Linked DNA regions of Mus musculus: regions 1 and 2 are each linked to region 3. The links are chromatin contacts, called in public Hi-C and HiChIP or PLAC-seq maps. All regions are on one chromosome and are shown on one strand. Each heading gives the region's core, a stretch centred on a gene start, on an enhancer-like site or on the middle of the called end of the contact. The rest is flanking DNA. Distances are from core to core; before and after follow the strand shown.

Region 1 (4,044 bases), core at 418-2,917, 260 kb before region 3:
TCCTTCTGCCTGACATCTGCTTGTTAATATTCATATATTCTCCCAGAGCTTTAATTATACCCTTTTAGACAGACACATTTTAGTATGAATAGTGTGATACTTAAATTTATATTTTTATGTCATGAACCTTGGGATTTACTACCCAAGGGCCTGTGGTGACATTTGTGTTGCTGTGAAAAATTATGTATCATGAGTTTGCTTAAATACTGTTTTATCTGGGTACCTTGCTTATGACAAGGCTGTTTGATGGATGCCATGTTGGTCTTTTTATCAGTTAACGGTTCTCTATCAGATAATAATCTTATTCTTTTTATTTAAGCAAGTCAGCGTGTGGACTTGCTACCTCAGTACAGAAGGAAAGCCTTCCGGTTCAGTCCTGTTCGCTTGTAAATCTCTGCAGCAATGCTTATTTACAGTGCTGGTCACCCCTGACCAAACGAACTGTGCGTGAATACAAAAGATCACTGAATGTGTCGGCCTTTCCAGAGCATCAGGAATGCACACCTCAAGAGGCTAATTTACCTTTCTATTTCCCACATTCAGCATGTCCCAAATTACCATACAACAAGGAGACAAGCCCTTCTTTCTACTTTGCCAGTGAGTTGGGGTTTTTATACTAATTTTAACTACACAGTAAACACTATTTAAGGGATACGTGTTAAAGTAGCTAATTTGTTGGAGAACATTTTCTTTCTACCAGACAGAATTATTCAAAGTATGCATGTCTGGGCTGGGGATGTGGCTCAGTGGTGGAGTAACTTGCTCTAGCATGCACCAGGCCCTGAATTCATTCCCTAGTACAAAAAAAAAAAAGGTAAAGTTAAGATTTGTGGCTCTGTTTGTATAATTCAGAGTTTTGACAAAAGAACTATGTCTTATGTCATAGCTTAAGAAAATTGGAATCAAAGACTGAGTTCTTTCAGGAAGCCATTTTGAATACAACGCAAGAGTGTAGCTGTATGGGAAATACCTTGTTTTCCTCATTCTGGGAGACTTTTTCTGAACTGTTGGTAGTATTTTATACTAAGCCACAAGCTTGTGCAAAGCTTAAAGTACTAGTGAGTAGTGTTCTGGGCTGCAGAGAAGTGACCTCACTGAGATTCCTGTAGCACAGGTGAAGTAGTTAGAGACACAGTTCTGTCTTAGCGCTATTTGCATGACTAGAGGCTTAAAGTGTGAAGGCCTCTGGAAGTGTCCTGAAGCCTGTAACAATGTGTGGTCTAGGCTACCTTCTTCCCTAAGGGAGCTTAGGAGATGGAGTTTTCCTGCTTTACCGGGAAGCAGATCATGGGCTTTGATAGGCTAATTACTAAGAGACCTTTTAGAAATGTGTGTGCTGATGTCACTTTGTATGAAACATGAGTCCTAACAAACAATAAGATTTAATGTTATTAAATTTGGGACTAAATTTTGGGCTATTTTGGAATGACTACTCAATCATCAGGGTTTTGGAAACATTTTTACCTTAAATTTTCATTAATTAGTTGCTACTTTTTGGTGCCTGGGATAAGTTAACAAATAGAGCCCTTTCATGTGCTCTTGGAAAAGTAGTCTTATTGAGAATGTCCCTGAGGATTTCAGGAGCACAGTTTGAGGTCTCTAGTGCAGTTATCCTTACCATCCTGCTGGCTGTTACAGTCATAGTCATTTCCTTGGCAGATGGCTGAAAGGTCTTGAATCATCCCTAAGCACTAACAGCCTGAGCACAGCTTCCTCATGAAAGGAGTCAGCACTAAAGCCAGCAGCTGTTGTTGGGGATTTTAGTCACCGCAGTGTTCTGCCCTAGTCCACTGCGGTTTTGCCTCGCCTTAGTGTGATGTCTTTTATCCCCTCTGCCCCCTAAAATCTCCTTGAGTTATATCCCCTTTTTGGAATTATTGAAGTTGGAGGATCCTGTTCTGCTTATTTTCAGTGTTTCCAGTGCTAGTGATCACGAATGACTTGTACATCCAAGGTCAAAATGATAGAAACTATTTACAGAGTGAACATCTGGTCCTGAGGACTGAATTCGCTTTTGTTAACCTCATGACTTAGGGGACTGTTTCTGGAATCTAGTTAATGTTAAAAAAAGAGTTGACATATTTAGAATTTTAAATACTTAAGTCAAGAAGCGCTTTGTCCTCTCACCCAACTCTCGGGAGACTGTTTGAGCCTTGTAAGTAGTAGTTTAGCTGCTGAATAACGATTTCAGAACATCTGAGGGGATTCATGGTCTTTCTAGTCTCCCAAGTAGTTAAATTAACCAGCAGAGGAAAAGCCATTCAATCCTGCCCTTGGCTGAGAGCCTTGCTTGCCACTCTCCAAAGACTGCTCTTGGTTACCTTCCCCAGTCTTTTCTGTTCTGTTGTTTCTCTAATTTCCCTCTCCCTGATTTTTTTTTTAAAGATTTATTTATTTATTATATGTAAGTACGCTGTAGCTGTCTTCAGACACACCAGAAGAGGGCATCAAATCTCATTACAGATGGTTGTGAGCCACCATGTGGTTGCTGGGATGTGAACTCAGGACCTTCGGAAGAGCAGTCAGTGCTCTTAACTGCTGAGCCATCTCACCAGCCCCTCTCCCGCTTTTTATTGCCCTTAGTTTTGCTGTTGCTGGAATTACAGTGTTGGTTCCCATTTCCCGATTTCTCACATTATAGTCAAGGGGAAAGGGTTACATAAGGTACTTGTTTTTTAGGCCTCTTTGAGCCAGAAAGTGAGCAGATGGAAACATTTCTCTGGATGCTCCTGAAAGTGTTTTGTTAAAATGCATACTAGGGCCTGGAGAGACAGCTCAGCAGTTCAGAGCACTGGTTACTCTTGCAGAGGATTCAGGTTTGGTTGCCAGCACCCATGTGTAACTATATCTGTAACTGTAGTTCCATGGGATCCAGTATTCTGTGCTGGTCTCTGTGAGCACTGCACATGTGTGTGTTGCACTGGCAAAACACTCATATGCATATAATAAAAATCAATCTTTTTAAAAGATGTCTAATAGGGCCAGGAAGGTGGCTCAATGATAAGAACACACTTCCTGTGAGAGCCTAGCCTTTAAATGCCCTTTTATATAAAAATAAAATTTTAAACTGGATGTGGTAGTGAAAGTGTGGCCCTGCCATGTGAAGAGCTAAGGTGGGAGGGTCAGCTGCTGTCAAGCTTGAGGGTTGCGTGGGTTCCACCAAGCCCTGCCTCTAGTTATTCAATCTTAAGAACATGGCTCAGTGTAGCTCAGTGGTAGACTGTGTACTTAGGATGCAGGAGGCTCTGGCTCCAATCTTAAGCATAAACTATGAGTAATAAAGCTGTTTGATTTTGATCCTGGCTGGGTATGGTACCCCGGTGCGGATCCACTTGGAAGATGGAGTTGGGGAGGGTGGGTTCCAGGCCAACTTAAGCTATAAAAGAAGAAAAACCAAACAAAGAAGGGAAAGGATCTTTTAATTCTCTTTCCAAGTGACAGTATCAAGACTTTCCCATTTTCCCAGTTGACAGATGTAATTCTGAGACTTGATGGACATAGTTACTATGACTGCGGTGGCCGTGTTTCCACTGCATTTTGCTAGAGCTTCCTTCAGAGTTACTTGTTTTCCCACCTGTTCCAGGACTGGAACTCAGGGCCTTCTGTGCAAAGCTTTGCACTGAGCTGTGTCTCCAAGCCTTTTATTTATGTTTTCTTAAACTTTTTTTTAGTTTGAATACTTGAGCTCCTATATCCTCTATCTTTATGAAATCTCATAAATAAACATTTAGGGTTGCTTTCCCTCAGTTGGACTTAACATTGCTATAAAGGAAACACTTACTAAACACTGGATGGGGCTTTAATGTTTGTGGTTTTAGAATGAGACATGTGGACCAGTTATCACCATCTAGCAGCCTAGTCTATAGTTGCAGACCTGTAGTTGTTGTCTCTAAAAACAAAAGTCGTTCTTAAGTGCTTTTCACAGTCAGGGAATTAGAGGATGGACTGGTCTCCCTGACTCACTGAAAACATTGTGACGTTAGGCTGCCGTAGTTTTCTCTTTACACATCTGTTGACTAATACAGTCAGGGAAACTGTACCAGG
Region 2 (3,726 bases), core at 665-3,164, 360 kb before region 3:
CTATGTAGTAGTAGCCAAGGTTGGCCTTGAACTCTTTTCCCTGTGACCTCTATCTCCCGAATGCTGGGATTCAAGGCTTTGCTTTCATGTCAGGCTTCTTCAGGGTCACTTTTTCAAGGACCACCACATCTAGGAAGGCTAACTTTCCCTCTCTCCATGTTCTTGGGAAATAACAATGACCTTTTAGAAAGTGTTCACCAAATATGACAATTTTTATTTGGGCTATGTAGGTTAATTGAATTTCAACTGGACTACTAGTAACTCTTATATACGTTCTAAGTTTTTCTTTTTAATTATTCACAGGTGGACCAGGGGTGTGGAGCTGGAGAGGCAATGCTATACTCCCTATCTAAAACTGACACCCCAGATCCATTTTTCTCTCTTTTTTTTTTAAAGTCATATTTATGGCCAGTCATGGTGAAGCAGGTCTTTGATCTCAGCAGGCAGGTGGATCTATGTGAGTTCCAGAACAGCCAGGGCTGTTACACAGAGAAACCCTGTCTCGGAAAAAACCAAACAAGAACAAAAACCACCACCGACAAGGTCATACTTATATTGCTTATATATGTGTGGCACAATCCAAGGGTGGAGGGCTGGGGACAATTCCAAGCATTTAAGTTTTCTTCTTCCACATGCCAGCTCCAGGGTTGAGAGTTAGGTGGTGAGCTTAGGCAGCCTGGGCCTTTACCTTCTGAGCTATCTGCTAGCTACTTAAAAAAAAAAAAATCCATGTAGACCAACAAGTCTGGAACTCAAGAGATCCAGTTGCCTGTCCAGAGCTGGGATTAAAGGCATGTGCCATAACCAGGGGTAACTCTTCATTGAATTGCCCCTTCTTGAGACTGGGTCTCTTGTAGCTTAGCCTGGCCTAGAATTCCCTCATGAAGGTGAAGATGACCTTGACTGTCTAATCCTCCTTCCATTTCCCAAGTGCTCGTACTACAGGCAAGAACACCATGCCTGCCTTTAATTCACTGGAATGACTTTAATAGGTTGAGGGTTTTTTTTTTTCCCTCGGCCCATCACCTTCTTAAGCAATTTCACTTAGAAAAGAAAGAAAAAAAAAAAAACCAATTTAAACTCATTTGAAAAAAGTTAACCATTTGTTTCCAATTTAATTACAACACCTTAAAAAAAAAAACGGACCAGTGTTTGGTGGCCTTCCCGAGTTAAAGTAAAAGTTTTTAAAAGGGGTCAAGGTCTAAAGTTGACATTCTTGGGAAAGTCTGTTTAGTCTTCACCGAGGGAGACCCCATCACCCAGTTCTACTACCAATCAGGTCCATTTCCCTTCGGGTCCCCTGAAGGAGGAACTAAGAAGTCCGAGCGAGCTAGGGGGAAAAAAAAAAAGAGGGTTCAAATGAAGGTCAGAGACCCAACAGTTCGCCGGGGTGAATAAAGTGGGGCAAAGTGAAGCAGCTGGCGGTGGCTTCTGAGGCGGCAAGCTTCCCCACGCTGGCAGGGCAAGTCGGCACGCAGTGGCACCTGGGGGCCTACTGTGTGCCAGGCCCCGATTGCAGGTCCCCGCCCCGAAGGTGCCCGCAGGCCATCCTCTAAGTTGTGATTTGGTGGGGTGGGGGTGGGGTGAAATCAAGGTCCTCCAAGGGGGTCGAGGACACCCGAGCAGCTCACGGCGCCCGTCCCCGAAGCAGATCCCGAAGTTCAGACCCGCCTTGGCGAGGGCGGATCCCTCCTGGCCCCCTCCACGGCCCTAGTTCGACCCCGGGGAGAGCGAACGCGGCCCAGCGCTGCGCCCCGCTCCTCACGTGTCCCTGATCGGCCCCCCGGGCCGTCTCACGTTCGACTTCCGCCTGACCCTTCCGACTTCCGGTAAAGAGTCCCCCCCCCCACCCCCGACACCTCCCCCGCCCCGGGTCTGTTTCGCATCTCCGCGCCCTCCAGGCCCGCGTCAACCCCGTCCGCGTCCGCCAGCCCGGGTCCCATGCGTTCGTCCACCGCCGCCGCTCAGCGGCCCGCGGCGGGGGACCCCGAGCCGCGCCGCCCGGCGGGCTGGGCCGCGCGGCGCTCGCTCCCGCGGACGGCGCGGCGCGGCGGGCGGGGCGGCGCGGTGGCGTATCCCTCCGCCGGCCCTCCCCCGCGCGGCCCCGGCGCCCCTCCCCGCGGGCCGCGCTCGCCACCCTGCGCCTCAGACTGTTTTGGTAGCAACGGCCACGGCGCGTCCCGGCCCGGCTCCCGGCGGCTGCTCGGTGTCTGCGGGCCTCCCCGCCCCTTCGTCGTTGTCCTGCTGCCTCTGGCCCCCGCGGCCACGCCGGCCCGCGCCTGCCCGCCCGGCGTCCGCGCGTCCCCGCCGCGCTCCGGCGTCTCCTCCTCGGCGCGCCCGGCACCCGGCTGTCCCCGCCCGGCGTGCGAGCCGGTGTATGGGCCGCTCACCATGTCGCTGAAGCCGCAGCCGCAGCCGCCCGCGCCCGCCACTGGCCGCAAGCCCGGCGGCGGCCTGCTCTCGTCGCCCGGCGCCGCGCCGGCCTCGGCCGCGGTGACCTCGGCTTCCGTGGTGCCGGCCCCGGCCGCGCCGGTGGCGTCTTCCTCGGCGGCCGCGGGCGGCGGGCGTCCCGGCCTGGGCAGGTGGGTGTCAGCTCCCCCAGCCCCCTCCGCGCCGGGCCGATCCCGCGCCGCTCGTCCCCTCCCCCGCCTCGCGCCCCGTGACCGGCCGGCTTCGCGATGTGCCGGGGGGCCCGCGGAGGGGCGGGAGGCGCCGGCAGATTCCTTCGGGCTTCTCGGGCCGTGTCCAGCCTCCCGCACCATCGCGTCCCCTCCCCCCAGACGGCCAAGATGGACGGCCCTGGCGGCCCCCTGCCCCTCCCGGGTGTGCCAGGGGCGATTGGTATCCCGCCCCACCCCCTTGCTGCGCCCCCCCCCCCGATAGAAGGGCGGCTGAGCCTGGGTGCGGGTCGCAGGGGGTGGGGGGATCCTCTCCTGAAATGAGCCTCTTTGCCGGGTGGGGAGTCGGGAGGGAGGAGGGGAGATTGAGGCCCAGCCGCCCCAGGTAGGGTCAAGCCGGGTGTCCTGCATATCTATCCCCCGCCCCGCAGACCCTGGGAAGGTGGGCGACGGAGGCGAGGTGGGTGCCAGCGGCCTAACGCACCCATCCCCCTTTAGATCTGGGGCGGCGGGGTTCCCGCAGCGGGCCGTTCTTCCCCTCCCCCCCCCCAACTGGGGAAGGGGTGGGAGTGCCCGGCTCCCTCCAGGCCCGCCTCCCTCCTTCCCCGCAAGGTCCCCTGCGCGCGGGTGGTGGCCGATCCGCATTGCTGTTCCTCGTCCGCGGAGCAGAAGGCGCCTTTGAATAGAGGTGGGCGAGGGCCGGACTCTTGAGGTGGGTTGGCCGCGGGCTCTGGACACGCACCGCATTTTCCCTCCCAACCCCCCCCCCCCCCGGCCCAGTTCCTGCAATTTTTAGGGGTGAGGCGCCGCAACAGAGGAGTTGGTGCGGGTCCGAAGGCAACAACTCCCGAGTGTTGGCTTGCGCCCTGGTCCCCCTCTCCCCTTCCCTGGGCCCGATCTCGTTGGTAGGCTGGGGTGCTGTCCTGTGTGACTGGACTCTGGAGGGTGTGTGCGTGCGGGGGTGGGGAGTGGTGGGGGTGCTTGTCAGTTCGTATTTCACGAACTAAGAAAATGCTTAGTGTTAAAACGGAGAGGCAGATGCCAATAGACTCCATTCCATTGTGGCCGGTGTCCTTAACTTGGGAAACGCCGCCGCCAGAGCTTACCA
Region 3 (4,252 bases), core at 1,443-3,942:
CTCACCTTCTCTGTGCCCCTTTCTGTGACACCCTGGCAGAATGACCAGATGCTAAGTGCTCTGCGCATGCGGACTGTCCCAGGTCATACAGCTAGCGAGTGGCCGAGCTGAGACTGGTGCGCAGGTTTGGGTTGGAATTTACATGGAAAGGCCCTGGTCTTGAGCCGCCACCCTGTTCCCAGCAACGGCTTAGCGGCTCGGGGCATCAGCCTGGCTCCGTTCTTAAGGCAGAATATTTTAATTCTTGCTGCACCACCTCCGGTCTTGGAATCGTGAGAAGAAGCGGTTTGCCGCTCTGCCTTGGGAGCCTGTGAAATATATTTAAAGGCAGCGTCCTTCTCGAGGCTGTCAGCTTAGGGCTGCTGACACAGAGGCTCCACGTGGCACAAGCTGCCAACAATACCCACCTTCGACACTGCTGGGGGACTGCCTGGCTTCTCAGAGCCTTCAATATGCAAAATAGAAACCAAGACTCTTCTGGGAGAGATGCCCAGGCACAGGCTCCTCAGGGTCTGGGAAGGGAAGGACCCACAGAGAAAGCAACTATGTTTCACCTCCCGAGGCCGCCTCTCTACCTCTGGCTTCTTACACTGGGCTGAGAATCTACTCTGGCCTTGTGCAGCAAGCACCTTCCCCACAGAGCCATCTCTCCTCCCCAACATGGTCTTTTTTGAGTGCCCGCTTTGGAGGTGACGCCCCACTTTGTGTGTGCATCTTGTGTTCCCGCGGATGAGAGTTGATGGGCAGGGTGGGCAGCACCACAGATGCCAATGTTGGGTACTTCCTGGTCCATCCATGCGACAGGTTCCTGGTGTCGCTTTGTCCTGTTTCGGGCATTCCTACCCCAATTTCTTTGATACTGTGTATCATTGTAATCCCTGCTGTCTCTCTGCCTTTGGAAGGAATAAGGAACCAGTATGGGGTGTGCGGTGGGGGCTGGGGGGTGTGTATGGGACACGGGATTGTGCCGAGATGAACGTGGGAATTAAAAGAAAACTTTAATATTTATATATTTATTTTTAGTTTGCGTTCTATTTCTGCAAAGAAAAACTGGCGTTTCGTTTATAGTACTGTAAAGCTGCCTTGTCCTATACATCTATTTACAGGGATTTGGAAGAGGGGAAGAGTCCGTTTAAAGCATTTAAAGCAGGATACAAAGTGAGCGATCATTGTCAGGCTGGCTTGCACACATGGCTGTGTGCTAGGAAGGGCAGTGTCCTGGGCTGTCTTGGGAACACTGGAGGGAGGGAGGTGTGGTCCATCCCAGCACAGTACAAATTGTGGATGAAGTCAGAGCTGAGCTATGGCTAGAAAGGGGGAAAGCCTGGGCTCTCCAGGACTATGGGGCATCTTCTACGGGGTTTGCATGGATAGGGCATCTTCCAGTACCTCTGTGTGGCCTCAGGTGAGTAGGCTGATCTCTCTCTGAGCCTGTCCCCTCAGCAGCAAAATGGGACCAAAAGCCTATCTCCTACTCCTAAGTCTGCAGTGAGGTTGAAGTTGGAGCAGATGTGGGTCAGTCACGTGCCATAGTGAAACTGCCGCCAGCTCTCCCTCCCTCCCTTCCTTCTGTCCTTCCTTCCTTCCTTCTGTCCTTCCTCCTTTTGTATATTATCCTTTATTTCACTTGTCTATTTATACCTTATTCATACCTCTTAGAGACAGCATCCCACTCTGTTGCCCAGACTCGCCTAAACTCCTGGGATCAAGGGTTCTCTGGACCTCAACCTTCCAAGTGCCTGGCCCATGGGAGTACTCCATTCGGCTCGGAGCTATAGGTAAGTTTTATGACATGGTGGTCATCCTTGCTTGGATTTCCCATCATCCCTTAGCTCCTTCTATAGCCGATTCTATGGCTGACTAGTAAACTACACACCATCAGGAACACGTCCATAAGGTTGGGACCGTGTGCCATTCTGGGTGTTGACGAGGGATTCTGGACAGCGTCCTGCAGATAAAAACACACATCTGGGCTGGAGAGATGGCTCAGCGGTTGAGAGCACTGATTGTTCTCCCAGAGGTCCTGAGTTCAAATCCCAGCAACCACATGGTGGCTCACAACCATCCGCAATGAGATCTGATGCCCTCTTCTGCTGTGTCTGGAGACAGCTACAGTGTGCTCATATACATAAAATAAATAGATGATTCTTTTTAAAACACTGACACACCTATCTATCTATCTATCTATCTATCTATCTATCTATCTATGAATGATTGAACTCCCTCCTCTACCCTCCCCCAGGTTTTCACACTCCACTCCCATCTTGGCTGGCTTGCTATAGAGTGTCACTGAAGCCCCTAATTCAAGGATCACACACACCCTCCTTAGGATCCTTCTCTGACTATGAGACAGGCTCAGAGCCCACCTTCTGTGTAACCACAGTCCCTCAGGCTGACAAAGCACCTAGTCCAGACCATGTGCTTCTAGAATTTTCCCGACTCCACAGTGATCCTCAAGCCCTGTGAATACTTGCCCAGGGAATCGACAGTGGCAATCTTGTCCTGCCACCTCACTGGCCACCCACCACCCCAGGATACCCACTCAGATGGCACTTGCTACAGGGCCCTCCTCCCCTCCCGGGAGGAGATCAGAGAAGGTTCTAGGCCTCGGTTATCTCAAGGCTGGTTTCTGGTTCCAGCTGCCAGGCAGCCTGCTGTCTCTCTCTGGCCGAGCCAGGCCCCACAAGCCTGAAATAGAGATTCCTGTGGCTGTGCACTTTGTCTGTCCAGACGTTCTCACTTCTCGCGTCCGCCACCGGACGCATCGGCTCTGCGGGCTAAAAATACCCCTGACATTTGTGAAGGTCTGTGAGGGCCCGCCAGGCTCACTGCTAAGGAGTTTCTCTGCAAAAGTCATAGAAACAGGGTACCTACCGGGTTACCCTTGGCTCCCCCCACTGCTGGCCCACCCACTCTCTCACACTCTTACTCCTGAAGGTCTGGAAGAAACTTGCTCCCCATGTACCATGGAGCACCCCCTGTGTCTGTCTGCATACCAGTTTCCTAAGGATGGGATGAGCCACAGAACAGGCCCGCCCAGCAGGACTGGGGACATGAAGCCTCAGGAGCCTTCCTCTTCCTGAACATGCACACAGAAGCCATGTCCTCCAGCAAGGAGGTCAGGTCACACCACAACAGTGGGCCACGCCTTGACCTTGATCTTGCAGTTAGCAGAACTGGAAGAAGATAGATGTCCGCTCCTCCCCACCCAGGCCAAAGGCAGGTCACCATGGCAACCCAGTACTGGGCATGCCAGATTCCAGGAATGCTGCCCACATTTCCACACAACATGGTACACAGTAGGTGCCCAATACATGCTGTAGAATAATGCCCTATGCTTAGGAACTGGGATTCTGCACCCAGAGCTCTTGGGCTGAGATTCTGGCTCCGCCCCTGCCTCGGTGAGCTCCTGGGCCTCCATTTTCCTATCTGTAAAATGGAAGTAGTCATAGTACTCAGGCGGCTGGGGGTGGGGGTGGGGCAAATGAGTAGCCATTGCCACAGGGTCTGGAACAGACTTTGATCACGGAACATACAACTCATGGGTCAGCCATTGTTGGGTGATGTCTATCTTGCTCCTTGTCAGGAGTCAAGTTTCCCTTATCAAGTAGCTTCTCCCTCACGCTGCTAATATGGCTGCCAGGATCTCAAAGCTTAAATCCCAGCCATCAGCCTGGCCTTTGAGTCCTGACTTAACTCCGGAGGTAAGGCTACCTTACTAACCAATCTTACTTAGGTCATGTGTTGATCTAAGAACCAATCATGGTTAAGTCAGAAGGATGGCAAGCTCTGATTGGCTAGGCCTGACTGAGTTCACAGTAGAGACCTAATCATTATGTGGAGAGAGGTGAGACGTGAAAGTGCTGTGGTTGGCTGGGCCTGAGTCTGTCTCACAGGAGCCAAGGGTCCTGATGATGTCGCCCAAGGCCTGAGGCTGTAGTGAAAGAGGGTCTGGGTGCAGCTTCCAGACCTGGGGATACAGAACACATAGGTGTCCCAGGGCATCCAGAGCTCAAGTTTCAACTGTTGTGTGGCTTTTTCTGGGCATCTCTCGGTGGTGTGTGTGTGTGTGTGTACCCCTACATAGCATCATTTAAGAACATGAATCATATCTCTGGTCCCCAAGGCCACCCTGTTGTGGTGCCACACCTCTCCACTCAGCCTCACACACCCATCCACTGATCCACAGCGCCTCACTTTCCCCCTCCCCATCTGAGCCCGTCTTCAGCTGGGCTTTCCACCACCACCACCC

The links. A called contact is a pair of places that touch in the nucleus more often than the background predicts. HiChIP or PLAC-seq counts read pairs in DNA pulled down with a chosen protein or histone mark.
Region 1: a Hi-C map of myocytes shows a contact between it and region 3, with 1.6 times the contacts expected there. The contact joins two enhancer-like sites. A contact is called at or near these places in 1 of 15 datasets of contacts at CTCF or cohesin (embryonic stem cells), 7 of 484 Hi-C or Micro-C datasets (B cells, the Ba/F3 cell line, bone marrow-derived macrophages and 4 more), 6 of 115 datasets of contacts at active chromatin or transcription factors (T-cell acute lymphoblastic leukemia, bone marrow-derived dendritic cells, embryonic basal ganglia and 2 more) and 1 of 9 other capture datasets (pancreatic islet).
Region 2: a contact with region 3 is called in an H3K27ac HiChIP or PLAC-seq map of embryonic stem cells, with 2.9 times the contacts expected there. The contact joins the promoter of Atxn2 here to the enhancer-like site in region 3. A contact is called at or near these places in 11 of 39 promoter capture datasets (the C10 cell line, the HPC-7 cell line, cranial neural crest and 5 more), 3 of 484 Hi-C or Micro-C datasets (all in embryonic stem cells), 14 of 115 datasets of contacts at active chromatin or transcription factors (embryonic basal ganglia, embryonic forebrain, embryonic hindbrain and 5 more) and 1 of 9 other capture datasets (embryonic stem cells).

Annotation. Positions count from the first base shown.
Region 1 is chr5:121,805,679-121,809,722 of GRCm38.p6, forward strand. It overlaps Atxn2 (ataxin 2), which reads left to right. Exons shown (of 25, transcript NM_009125.2): 21 at 544-597. Among named protein-coding and RNA genes, the nearest start is that of Mir7031, 12 kb to the right of the region's middle. Within about 2 kb of position 1,668, at least 51 of the 459 cell types and tissues checked have an H3K27ac peak or open chromatin away from gene starts, as enhancers often do. A contact at or near this core is called in myocytes, where this site is marked.
Region 2 is chr5:121,709,695-121,713,420 of GRCm38.p6, forward strand. Atxn2 (ataxin 2) reads left to right here and starts at 1,915. Exons shown (of 25, transcript NM_009125.2): 1 at 1,915-2,582. The coding sequence starts at 1,942.
Region 3 is chr5:122,068,434-122,072,685 of GRCm38.p6, forward strand. No RefSeq gene overlaps it. Among named protein-coding and RNA genes, the nearest start is that of Gm52786, 15 kb to the left of the region's middle. Within about 2 kb of position 2,693, at least 27 of the 459 cell types and tissues checked have an H3K27ac peak or open chromatin away from gene starts, as enhancers often do. A contact at or near this core is called in embryonic stem cells, microglia and myocytes, where this site is marked.